Regions from separate parts of the Mus musculus genome. Here region 2 is linked to region 1. The links are chromatin contacts, called in public promoter capture Hi-C maps. All regions are on one chromosome and are shown on one strand. The core of a region is the stretch at or near the end of the contact, and the rest is flanking DNA. Distances in the headings are between cores, read along the strand shown.

The links. Promoter capture Hi-C pulls out the DNA fragments that hold promoters and counts their contacts.
Region 2: a promoter capture Hi-C map of liver shows a contact between it and region 1. The contact joins the promoter of Zswim2 here to the promoter of Fam171b in region 1. A contact is called at or near these places in 3 of 39 promoter capture datasets (hippocampal neurons and liver) and 2 of 115 datasets of contacts at active chromatin or transcription factors (memory CD8 T cells and neural progenitor cells).

The regions. Positions count from the first base shown.
Region 1 is chr2:83,811,201-83,813,900 of GRCm38.p6, forward strand. Fam171b (family with sequence similarity 171, member B) reads left to right here and starts at 1,412. Exons shown (of 8, transcript NM_175514.3): 1 at 1,412-1,777. The coding sequence starts at 1,549.
Region 2 is chr2:83,939,792-83,942,491 of GRCm38.p6, forward strand. Zswim2 (zinc finger SWIM-type containing 2) reads right to left here and starts at 1,435. Exons shown (of 9, transcript NM_027964.2): 1 at 1,223-1,435. The coding sequence starts at 1,387.

The DNA.
Region 1 (2,700 bases), core at 162-2,661:
GTGTCCATCTCTCTTCCCTGCCTTCCCTTCTCCAATCTGTCTTTCATGCTGATAGCAAAGTGACCCTCAAAAAAGAAAATTAAAAGCATGGTTGGTAGGTATCTCTCTCCCAATCAACCTCCAGAATGGTCTTTAGTGTAGATTTCTGCTTGCTTATATAGCATCCAAGGTTGCTGCATTTGCCATCTGTGAGATGCCAGAACAGTGCCTCACACAGTAAGCACAAGTGTCTGCTAGTTATTTTTAAACAGTTTAATAGTCTGCACTCACTGTAGAAAAGGATAAGTCCTCTGGTAACTGCTTTCCCAGCTTAAACTTTCCCAATACATTATGCTTTTATGCCTCTCTCTCTCTCTCTCTCTCTCTCTCTCTCTCTCTCTCTCTCACACACACACACACACACACACACACACACACACAAACGCACTTCCAGTTTTTCGACGACTTGGTATCTACTATTTCTGTGTGAATTTTTATTTTGTGCAGACTACCTTCCCCGGTGTCTTTCACAGACTTTACTTAATTTCTTTCAACTCTGTGTAAGCTCTAAATGCCTGTACTGCTTCTTCAGTTGCAACCACCACTGTGGACTATATTTTGCTTATATATTTATTGCCTTGCCCTAACAGGCAGTAAGTATTTGGAACGAAGGGATTCTATTTTACTTATTCTAAGCTCCTGATTAAAACGCACAGAGAACTCCTAGTTTATTATTTGTTAAATAAGACTTTTATTTGTTTGTTTGATTGTTTGTTTGTCTTGAGACAGGGTCTTTCTCTATAGTCCCTGGCTGTCCTAGAACTCCCTATGTAGAACAAAGTTGGTCTCAAATTACTAATACTTGCCTGCCTCTACCTCCTGAGTGCTAAAAATTAAAGGTGTGAGCCACCATATCTAGCAAGACATTAAAAAACAAAACAAATTAAAAAACCCTCCAAACACATGGAAAGTATAGGTTACAAATAGAAAAGGTGTAATTAGGAATAATTTATGATGAAGAAAGAAATTCTCATTTAAGCAGAAAAAAAAAAAAAAAAAGCCTGGAGAATATCAGTTTATCTTGTAAGTGGGCCAAGGGACAGCAGAGACTATTCCGTTAAAGGAACCTGGCTTTTGAACCACAGTTGTCTGATTGCTTTAGAAGGAAATTAATGTGCCACCTTTTTCTACCTCGGTGTCTAGTGGAAGGAATTTTATTCCACTCTACATTTTCCTGCTGCCTCGGTAAAGATTAAGGGCCAGAAACTCTTTCCTGTTAATCTCCGCCTAGCTAAACGCCTGGGCACCAGCATCACCTTGCAGAGCACTTGCTGGGTAGCCACAGGGCCCAGGCCCCCGCTCGCCCCTCCCGGCGGTCACGTGCGCGAGGATGCGAAAGCGGGCTCGCCATCCTCTTGCCGGCCCGCTCCTCCTCCTCCTGCCGAGGCTGTGCACCGCAGACGGCGCGAGGGGGAGCGAGCGAGCGGGCGCGGCCGGGTTCCGCAGCCCTGGCGCCCGCCGCCTCCCGCAGCCCCGCAATATGCCTCCGTGGCTCCCTGGCTCTTCGCCATGGCGAGGCTCTGCCGTCGCGTCCCCTGCGCCCTGCTCCTCGGCCTGGCCGCTGTGCTGCTGAAGGCGCGGCTGGTCCCCGCGGCCGCTAGAGCCGAACTCAGTCGCTCCGACCTCAGCCTCATCCAGCAGCAGCAGCAGCAGCAGCTGCAAGAGCAAAAGCAGCGGGAGGAGGCAGAGGAGGGGAGGCCGGAGGTGCCTGGGGCATCCTCTACTTTGGTGGCTCCAGGTACGTCTCGGTAGCCCAGCCCTGCTTTACTTCTTCTGTGCCAGCGATCGCATCAGGCTTCCCGGGATTCTTAGCTCCTTTCTCGTCTCCGCTTAGCCTATCTTTGCTGGTCTCAATTCCTTCGCGTCTTCCCAGGTTGCCCGTTCGGCCTTTAGCTCTTTGCTCGGGTGGGAAATCTTTCCCGCAGAGCACTGCAGTGGGCTTCAGAAGGGTCGGGGGCTGGGGGTGGGGTGGGGGTGGACGGTAAGGATGGTCAAGATGGGTGCCTGTTTCCACTATTCCACTAATCTTATTTTCCCTCTTCTTTCTACACACACACACACACACACACACACACACACACACACACACACACATACACACACACACACACACACACACACGCTCTCAAATCCCTTTAGCATTCTCTTCTCTATCCTCTCCTAGATACTGAGCAAACCGTCTTGCCATGTACACCCACACAGCGTTTGCACTGTTTCTCCCTGCCTGCTGTATTTAAATTTAGAACCGGGGAAGTGGGGGGGGGGGCGGGATCTCTATTTCTTTATATTTCTCTTCTTACCCCAGGAAAGATCCAAGGCGGCTTGCAAAAACAGGGAAAAAATGCATTTGCTACAATAAGATGAAAGAAAAAAAAATGAAACAGGAGTTTGTAGTTGAAGGAAGGGATGTGGGAGGGAGACAGGTAGCTTGGAGTGGTGTTTGGGTAGCATAACCAGCCCCTCCCCCTGAGGGGAATCTCCTTGTAGTGGAACTTAAATGAGCCATCTCTTGACTCATTCGGTAAAGGGTGATGAGATACGGGTGTAATTTATATGACCATCACAGTCCTCTATTTTCTGTTTCCCTCTCCCTCAGGTAAAGCTCTCCGAAGAGCAAAGAGCTGGGTTATCCGTTTAAATAGCTTTTACCCAGCCCACAAT
Region 2 (2,700 bases), core at 185-2,684, 130 kb after region 1:
GAGATTTAAATTCTTGACTGGTTTAGTGGCTCTGAACTTTGGATATGATCAAACAGGGCCTTCTGAAAAATATTCTCTCTTAACATTGGAAACTGGGTTTCTACTCCTTTATTCTTGGCCTTGGTTACCAACTGGCACTGTGAATGAACACTTTTTCTAAAAGTCATCCATGCTTAGATGAAATTAAATCTAAAATTAAAAGCTCTCCTTCCAAACCATTACTTTTTTTTTAAAAGTATAGAGTTATATGAGTTTTGTAAAAAGGCTTGCTCACTTTGATTATTTATTGATTGATATTTTTGGTTGATTGACGTTTGCATTCGAACTTTACTTTTGGTAGAAGATTAGTTTTATTTAAGACTGTATAGGCTAAAACAACTACACTCAATAAATAAGCAAATCAAAGAAGCATGCTTTGAACAAAGCACAGAGTGATAAACTGTATCCAGTACTCCTAACTATGAGGCAATAGATTTAAAGTTTCTAAAACGACAGGGAAGTGTTCAGTGGCTCATTTTTGACAGATAAGAGCAGGACATGTAAATATGAAACATCTCTTCTCTTTTAACAAGACGAAATGGAACTCTTCCTCATGCACATGCTTTCAAAGTATGAACATTTAAGCTACCCTTTAATGAGCTGTTACAGTTTTAAAACTGAGCAAAAAGAAAATGATCATAGAAACTATCATAGAGAAACTGATTTTAATGAGCAAATATTTAGAAGATAGTAGGATTCTCATTTAATTTACAGGGCTGGGGAACACCAACAAGGCATCCAGGAATACACACCATCATTTTACAAGAATCGTACGCAATTTGAATTCCTAACTATCAAGGAAGAGCATTTTCTGGCAAACAGTATTTACTTTTGTAAGGTGCACATTTTTAAATTCTGGGGAGTACTCATGGGAATGATCTCTCTCTCTCTCTCTCTCTCTCTCTCTCTCTCTCTCTCTCTCTCTCTCTCTCTGTCTCTTCAGAGACAGGGTTTCTCTGTGTAGCCCTGGCTGTCCTGGAACTCACTCTGTAGACCAGGCTGGCCTCGAACTCAGAAATTCGCCTGCCTCTGCCTCCTAAGTGCTGGGAGTAAAGGCGTGTGCCACCATTTCTGCAGAAACTGGGAAGTTGGCTTGGGACACCTCCCCTACTCCGCCCCCTCCCGCCCTTCTCCTACTGCCCATCCCCCAATCCCCAAGGGAGCTTGGTGGTGCGGTAGTTACTCGGAAATCCCCCTTTTCTGGCTCCTCCTCCTTCAGTAGGAAGCCTGTGGGGCCGATCTGTCGCAGGAGATAGATGCTGCTACTCAGCGCCTGGTCTTGCTGCCAGCTGAGGCTCTCGCTTAAGTGTCTTCGCTTTTCTGAGGCTTTACAGCCTCCGCGAAGCATCCCTGGCGGCCGTGGAGCCTCTAGCTTTCTGAGGCGCCTTGGGTCTCTATGGCAACAGCGTGCAGCGCGGTTGCTGCGGTAACGGTGGTTCTGTCCAGAGAGCTACCCTGCAGTAGTTGGGGTTGGAGAAATTTCCGAAGTCCAAGCTTAGACTTTGAAACCTGAGGTCACAGGCACAGCTGCACACCTAGTATTCTTTTTGCTTATTTGTTCACAGGCAAGACTGTCGATCTGCACATTCTTAGATCCAGTTACAGTGTGGGCTCCAGAGGATGAAGTTAAGTTCTGTGAATTTCTCTTTCATAATAAAAAAAAAAAAACTCACCACGATGGTTGATATTCCACAAACATTTTCCAGTGGCTCACAACAGCATGCAATTAGTGGCTGAGGAAAGATGGAGAAAGCAGGGCTAGTACACCCTCTAGGGGTGTGTGTGAGTGTGTGTGTGTGTCTCTGTGTGTGTGTGTGTGTGTGTCTGTGTGTCTGTATGGTCGTGTTGGTTTTGAAGCTAGGAGAAACTCTCAAGTTTCATGTTGGGTTTGGATATTGGATGTGCTGTCAATATCCACACCCTCAAAATTGATAAAGCACTATTTTAAGGAGTAACATTTTTCAAGGCTGACCCAACAATCCACAAATTGTTTCTGAACTTTGTTTCTATATTCCAAGTTGAGAGCTATCCTAAAATATTAGTCAATAGTTTGAGTCATGGTTACTGAATCCATGTGGCTGGATTCTTTTTAAGAAACTGAAAGCGGCAGAGAGCTCTGCTTGGTGGCTTGGTCACAGGAAGAAGGAATGCATTGATCCTATCTTATCAGGAGAGGAAACCACAACTAGATCAGGTCAAGAACCGGAAAAGAAAATGGCAAAGGGACCAGCCTAGTGTGCAGACGGTGGTAATGGCAGCTTTGACAAGGCGTGAGCCATCTGTACAAACACTATGGAACCTCAGGTCCAGGGTTTGAACAAAACTATTTTGTTTTGCTTTCTTATTAAGTAATGAAGAACTAACAGTTACACTATCATTCTTCCAACACTAGCATTAGTGAAACATTGTGTTAGCAAAGGAAAACACCATACATTAAGAAAACCCCTGAGAAGAAGATAAACTGTAAACTCATTTTATATAATAGTGTTTATTATTTAAAAGCTCAGAATTAGTGAATGTCAGTTCATATTTTCTATGAAATAGAATGAGTTTGTTTTCATAGTGAAGGTACTTTAAGTAGTTACTATTCACACACCATACTCCGTGTGCCTGAATGTGTGTGTATGCATATAGCTGTTTGAGGATTTAAAAACCAAACAG